2 separate regions of the Mus musculus genome follow, and region 1 is linked to region 2. Evidence: chromatin contacts called from public promoter capture Hi-C data. All regions are on one chromosome and are shown on one strand. The core of a region is the stretch at or near the end of the contact, and the rest is flanking DNA. Distances in the headings are between cores, read along the strand shown. Region 1 holds the start of Fkbp9 (FK506 binding protein 9). Region 2 holds the start of 6430584L05Rik (RIKEN cDNA 6430584L05 gene).

The links. Promoter capture Hi-C pulls out the DNA fragments that hold promoters and counts their contacts.
Region 1: a promoter capture Hi-C map of liver shows a contact between it and region 2, with 3 times the contacts expected there. The contact joins the promoter of Fkbp9 here to the promoter of 6430584L05Rik in region 2. A contact is called at or near these places in 2 of 39 promoter capture datasets (the 3T3-L1 cell line and liver) and 1 of 115 datasets of contacts at active chromatin or transcription factors (embryonic limb bud).

The regions. Positions count from the first base shown.
Region 1 is chr6:56,830,448-56,834,332 of GRCm38.p6, reverse strand. Fkbp9 (FK506 binding protein 9) reads right to left here and starts at 2,274. Exons shown (of 10, transcript NM_012056.2): 1 at 1,906-2,274. The coding sequence starts at 2,126.
Region 2 is chr6:55,395,186-55,398,891 of GRCm38.p6, reverse strand. It overlaps 6430584L05Rik (RIKEN cDNA 6430584L05 gene), which reads right to left and starts at 2,005. Exons shown (of 4, transcript NR_046179.1): 1 at 1,919-2,005.

The DNA of each region.
Region 1 (3,885 bases), core at 1,025-3,524, 1.4 Mb before region 2:
AAGGTACAGGGTAAAACTAGGTATGGCCTCTTGTGAGAGAGAGCCAGCTCTGCTGTTCTTCTTGTGCCTGTCTCGACATTTTGTAGTTACTTGCCTGTGCTAAATGACAGTCTCAGAATCGTGTAACACTAGAACTCTTAAGGGTAGACAGTGTATAAATGCTATGGTTGTACCAAGGTGCTCTTCCCACTGTCCTAGTAGCCACCCCTAGAGAGGAGAACTTGTCCCTGTGGAAATTATTAGTTACCATCAGTTCAAGCAAAAAAGCACTTTATATGAAAGTAACAAACCAAATAACTAATGAGCGCACGAACAGATGTTCAACCTCATTACGGATATAAAGATCAAAGCCTTGATGAGGGCTCAGAGGCTTACTATGCAGCTCTGGCAATCCTGAAACACATTATGTAGACCAGGCTGGCCTCGAACTCACAGAGACCTGCCTGCCTCTGCCTCTCAAATGCTGGGACTAAAGGTGTGTATCACCACATCCAGAAAATATAATTTTTAAAAAGAACATGAAGAACTAGGGACACTGAGGGAGGGAGTGAAAGGTGAATTACACAAGACAACTGGGAGTTACTTTTGAGATTCTGGGCCTCAAAAACTTAGACTTAAGTCCCATTTGATTCAACAGTTCCAGTCCTGGGTATATAGCCAAAAGAAATGAAATATTTTTAAAAATCAACCTTATAATCTATATTTTCAGAGGTTTTTTGCATATTTTTTATGGAGAGTGTGCCATGACATTCATGTGGAGATTAGAGTACAATTTGTGGGAGTCATTTTTCTCCTTTGGCGATGAGAGTACCAGGGACTGACTAGATGATCAAGCTTGTCAGCGAGTGCCTTAACCACAGAGCCATCTCATGAGCCCTATACATTCTAGGAGAACTACATAGCAGGGGAATACCTCAATTAAGGTGGGTTGGTATAAAAACTACAACTGAAACAATGGTATGACTAGGACTGAGGATATAGCTCAAAAATACAGAGCTTGCCTAGAATGTACAGTCCTGGGTTCAATCTCCCTGTGCACCCCCCAAAATAATTACCACTAAGGAGGACTAACCATATCTAAGCCTTTGCTTTGTGCCACATAGTACTGACAACCTTAAATGTTTTTACATACTCATGTGTGGCTGCTTATATTGTACATAATAAGCCCATTCAGGCACAACAGTTCCCTGTCTAATGGAGTGCTTCACCACAAGGACACAGCCCAGGGTTAGAAACAGCAGCCTGAAGAAAGGGGCAAGGCTGAAATGAGCTGAAAACTTAAGTTACATGAGCAAGCCCAGGCCATCTCTCCCACAGTTTTTGTAAAGCCAGAAGGGGAGGGCACAGGAGTTGCACACAGGCACAGCATTTGAATTCCCACAGCCTGAATCCAATATTTGCACAGGTCTCACTGGTCTTGGTTACTTAATTGGTAAAAAAAAAAAAAAAAAAAAAAAAAAAAAAAAAAAGTTTCTTCTTGTAACTCCCCAAAGATTTAAATGAGCTCGTGCATATATATATATATACCGTTGCCTAACACCTCAACAGTTCAGTACAGTGACTGCAATTATGGGACACCTACCTCCTCCTCCCACTAGTCAATGCTAAGGTTGGGTTGTCTAGACAATCCAGGGATGAAACCCAGAGACCAGTCAAGACGGACCACCAAGAAGGCGGGCGAGCATCACCCACTCTTGGAGGTCTCGCTGAGTGGCCATTTTACATGTCTGAAAAACGTGTTCCGCTGTGCGGGGCAGAGAGGAAAAGAGGAATTGTCCTGTCCGCAATCTTAAGGTCCCAACTATGGCTGAAGGCTCAGCACACCTCCAAACGCATGGGGAGGGCGGCGGAGGGGGTGGGGGCGGGCTGGTGGAGGTCCTTGGGGAGTGTGGGGGCACGGGGTACCTGGAGTCGAACTTCTGGCCGTCGAGGAAAGTCCCCACGTAGTGGTAGCGCACGAAGTCGCCACTGTGCACCGTGCGCGGACACTCATCAGGCACGAAGCTCTGCTGGATCTGAAGTTCCGAGCTCACAGCCAGGCCCAACACCGGGGCTGCCTGCCCGGTCACCCAGAGCAGCAGCAGGAGCAGCGACCGGCGCCGCCAGCCCCGGGCCCCTAATGCCATCGCGCGGCCTGGACTCCGGGGAGGCGAGGGGCAAGGCTGGGCGCGCCGCGGCGATGCAAACGTGGAAAGGTCTCCCGGCTAGCCCCGGGCCGCAGCGCCCGCCCCCCGCCGCCCGCGTCCGCCCCGTGCCGGGCCGAGGGGAGGAGCCGCGCCCAGCCCGAGGGGCGTCCACCGGCCTGGGAATTCCTCTGCCTTCCCCGCCTCCAGAAGCCGGGAGAGGATCGCTCTGACTGCCAGGCCCCGCGCCTGAGCACTGCGGATCCCAAGAGACGATATGGAGACTCCTACGTGGCAGCGGATCCAGTTTCCCCTTGCTGCTCTGGGAAAGGAAGGAAACTTAAGAGTCTTTTTTAAAAACTTAGTTACTGGGGGTGTACATACACAATAAACAGGCTGGAACTTCCCTCAGAATGTTTTTGAGTTGCTGTGAACTAATGTGGTCAGTGAATTAAGTTCCTAACACGTGACAGCTTGGCCAGCGCTCCAGATCCCACAAGCGACCCCTAGTTAAATGAATCCTCGATTTATTAAAGCTTTGGAGTATTAAAAGTAAATCAACAGAGCTTTCTCAATTTGTTTTGGGAAGCTACCAAATAATCCAGATACCAAAATCTACTAAAGACACCCACAAACGAGAAAAATAAGCAGTTGGCACCAAACAAGTTCTTTTTTTTTTTTTTTTTTTTTTTAGCAAAGATGCTAAATAAAACTTGAGCAAATGGAACACAACAGCTACCTGAGTGAGCTGGTTAACAAAGTATCAGAGACATCTGCAAAGTGAAGAGAAAACAAGATACTTTAAAAATTAGTATAGAGCCTATGATTAGAATCCAACGATCTAATAAGAAGCTATAGGTGGCCCTCAAAAAAAGGTTAGTGATCAGTTTTCCTACTTGGAAAAAAACAAAAACAAAAAACCTTGGAGTGTCCTAAGTTACAGAACAAGAGAGAGAGGAAAAAAGAAATCCGTGCTAACGTCACTTCAAGTTAAATCATCAAAGGAAAAGAAGAGAACAAAAAGGCGCTCCACGTTGCTTCCCTGGACCTTGAAAATCAATACCGCAATCTACTTTTAGAATCAAGCAACCTGAGAATCAATCAAAACCTTTCTTTACTCTCAGCTCCTAACTGCCGGGCCACCTTTCCAGGGCTCCCTTCCAGCTTTTCCCCAATAGTTTCAAGGCTGAATTTAAGTCTTCGTCCATTTTGAGTTGACCTTTGTATACAAGAGATGTGGTTCTAGTTTATCTAGCCTATGCATATTCAGTTCCCCAGCACCATTCATAGAAGACAAGGTCCTTTATCCAGTGGCCGTTCTTGCTGCCTTGTGGAAAAACCAGATGGTTGAGTATATGTGTGTGAGCTGTGGATTGAACTTTTGTCTTACAAATTCTTGATAAGTTACGTTAGCACGGGTTTCTTTTTTTCCTCTATCCTACGCAGAGCAAAGCCTTCTCAGAGTCTCAAGTAGGAAGGAGGACCTGGACTTAATACCCAGTAGCCATGTGGTAGCTCACAGCTGTCTGTAACTCCAGTTCCAGGGGAGCTGAGGTCTTTTTCTGTCTTCTGTGGGCATTGCAGATCCGGTACACAGATACAGTGGCAGGCAAAACATGCATACACCTAAAGGAAATATAAATAAAGATTATTTTTTTCAAAAGAAACACTTCAGGACATTGGTCTAAATGATGATTTTGATAAGACTCCAAAAGCATGGCAAAGAAAAGGAAAAGACACATAGGGTTATATTAAATCTAGA
Region 2 (3,706 bases), core at 756-3,255:
TGAACATTCAGCTTATTCAGGACCAGGACCCGGGCGTCCTCAGCCAAGTTGTGTGTACATAGCCTGCACCATGTTCATCTTACCAGCGAGAACTCTCTGTGCCGTGCACATGTATAGCATCCCCTCTCCCACCCCCAGAGCAAATGATGAGTCTGACAACAAGGACAGGGACAGCAGACATAACGGGGCACTGTGGGACAAGGGCTTTTCTCAGGGACCCTCCCCTTCCTGCCAGAATCTTTCTCTTCTCTCTCCCCTAGGCTTTCCAGGCTAGCACTAGAAAGCAACGCCTTATCCCCTTCCTCATAAGCACTCTGTGTGTTCATGCCGGTGCTTCCATGGCTCGACAGTGTCCCAGGAAGAACATGTGCTGGAAGATCCCGGGGTGGCAGTGTTAGAGTTGAGGAGGTATTAGAAAGTAGAGCCATGTGGCATGTAATTAAGTCAGAACTACTCATGGAAAGAACTAATACTGATATTGGGGAATGAGCTAATTCTTAAGAGAATGGGGTGCTACAAAGCTGTTCCTGGTGTTCAGACTCCCCTTTCTGCCTTGCCCTGTGAAGTCTTCAAACACACACCCTTCCGCATGTGCTCCCAGTGTGATGCATCCACCACGTGTTGAGGAACCTAGAGGTCCTCACCAAATCTGAGATGTCCCCATGTTCTTGGGCACCTAGAACTGTGAGTTAATCTCATGCCTGGTTTTTACGAATTACTCAACTTCAAGCATTTTGTCCTAGCAACACAAAACAGTTGAAGACAGACATCTGCTATGGATCATGACTAGGACCCACTCCATCTGTGGATATGGCTGTAAGTGAAGCAGAGGGAAGACTGGCCATATAAATGGAATGCTTCGATAATGTATAGCTGGTCCTTGCTGTATAGGACTTCCTGGCTGGCTAGCTCCAGAGCTGACACTTACTGCACGTTCACAGACATTCTGGACCATTTGAGAGGCTTGACACACAGTGCTCAGCCAAATGAGAGGACACTCTGCTTTTTTGTTCCAGGTGTCCTACTTTAAAAACAAATGTCACGTCAGGGAGGTGATAAGGTTTATTTTGTCCCTATTTGTTACATGGGCTGTGAAGGACAAGAGAGTCTCAGTTTAGGGTCTGCATGGAGTCTGATGCAGCATGATGTGACTTACACACGGAAAACTGTGACAAGAGGATGGGTTAGGACATCACCCTGGTTAGAATGATTTGGATGATCCTTATTGGTTGGCTGGAAGAACTGGGTGACCCTTTGTGGGACATCTTATAGGACAATCACAGACGCAAGCTTGAGCTTCAGGGAACTACTTGGTGGTGTCCCTATAGGAGGAATGCCTACTGAGCTTTCCCCGGGCCCCACACGGCATCTTTGCTCCCCATCCAACTACCTTCTACATGGAGTTTCCTGTGCTCTAGCACCACAGAGACTAGCTTTGAGCCTTCATATGCAGACATGATCATGGAGAGACACACAGAATTTTGCCTCTGCCTTCTTGCCAGCCCCTTTTTCCGACTTTCTCCTTTCAAGCCATCCCCACAGCTGCATTGACAGCTCGACCACCCATTTCACATGCCCTTCTTCTCCTGTGTCCCCCAGACAGGCCTAGGTCTGAAGATCTTATCCCTGACTGTAGCATCCCTGGGCACAGCCTGCCTGAGGGTGGCCAAACACAGATGGCTATGGAGCCCAGGCTCCATATTCCTCATTCCTATGGGCTTGAGTAAGGGGCTTCCAAGGGGGTGTAGGCAATGGGCAGAGCTGTGGCTTGGCCCATCTGGTCTGTGCTGAGCCCTTGATGAGGAAAAACTGGTTTCAGAGCTACCGCACAGCAAGGCTGCTGGCTGAGCCACTGAAGGCCTTCTGTGAGGACATGAGAAGCCCTCAAATTCCACCCAGACTGCTCCTGTCTGCTTACCTCACATCATGATATCCAAGGCCACTGGATGTCTGGGAGGGCCCTCTGTGAAGGCCATCTGTCCAGCAAGAGACCAGAGCTACACATACCAGAGCCACGCCCAGCAGAGCTGTGGACCATGCCGGTGCCATGGCGATGCCATCTCGGCCAGCCTTTCCCAGCCCGGTAACCATGGGAATGTACTCAGGGCTGCGGCTGCTTATGCAATGCCTCTGAGGGAGGGAGGCTCGCGGACCCACCTACTTGCTGCAGGGAAGCCAGAGCCCCAAAAGAATCTGTGAACACGTATGCTACCCACCTGCTTCTCCTCACTGAGAGGCAGGGAGAGCGCCACACATTCTCATCACGTATCATGTAACAACACACTACCTGGGTTAGAATGACCTCGAGGGGAAGAGAGGACAAGAAAGAGAAAGTAGGGGCAGGGGGAAATTCTAACTAGGAAGATGTTGGCTGTCTGCATGCAGAAAGGCTCCAGCCACTCTGGCAGCCCCAGGACCCAGATGTTTGTATTATTGAGGCAGCACAGCTGCTGTGTGTGCTATTCTGGTTTCATTGCCCTGAATCTGGGAACTGGAGCCTCCTAGAGGGAAGAATGGAGAGCTGAGATGAGCGTAAGCTTGCGAGCCAGCCAGAAAGAGCACTGTCCACAGGAAGAGGTTCATACACATGAGTGAGCCAATCAGAGCTGACTGAAAAAATAAATCCAACCCTGCTGCTTCTTGTTATGTTCCAACACCACATAAGGGCTCCAGGCGTGGGGCCTCTGGGAGCCCCTGAAGCCACAGGCTAAAGGCATCACAGGCTTCTAGACACAAGCTTCAAGACACAGGCTTCCTATAGCAATTGCAGCTCTCCCGGGTCCTCTCCATCCTGGCCCTATCTCTCTCTTTGCTATCCCTCCCATGTTGAGTCCCACCTCTTGAGATTCCTGGACCTCTGAAGGTGCCCCAGAGTTCAGGAGACTCTGGCCCAAGTTCTCCTAGTCCCTCAAGCCCCAACCTTCACCTTGGCTGACAGAAATGCCCAGACAAATGGTCAGTACCCTACTAGTCTTCTCTCTCCTTGTCTCCACAATGCCCCCAACTCCCCGCAGTCTCTTCTTTTGCTTTATCAGGACCCCAGGACCCAGCTGCATGCACAGAGCCTCCTCTCCTCCCAGGGTTCCTCCTCAGCTTGCTACTCCACCCTGACACTAAACCTCCCAGGTCCACGTCCCATTCAGTCTGCATCCTTCCCCTCAGCTCCATGCCCACTGCATATGCTCTCTTGCAAATAGAGCCAAGTCTCTTATGTCTTGTCTCCGAGAAAGGCTAACCCTGCCTTCTCTAGTTGAGGTTCCCAGATTATTAATACTGACTGGTCATCAGTCACCCATGTGCCCTCCTCTCCTATTTTTTACCCTCCAGTTACTATACTTTCCCATCTCTATATGCTCCTATCACCCAAACTCCAGCCAACCATGAACCTAGCCATCATGGTGAATTCGGAGCCAGTAGCCCACTTCTCTCTACCAATTCTCATGCCAAGCCCCATGAGTTTCTGCTACTCCCTTTAGGCAAATACCCTCTTCCCAGCCGTGCTCCCACTTGGATTCTTAGTCCTCCTCAGTCCCCTGCAACCTTCATTTGATTGCACCACACCCTCCTCCACCAGTGATCTATCTCCACCTGAATGACACATGTGCCCTATTCTCTCAGAGCCAAGTACAGTCACACCTGCTTGGATCCACTTGGACCCAGAATTGCCTCCTGTTACCTACAGTGTCCCCTCCTGTCCCAGGCACAC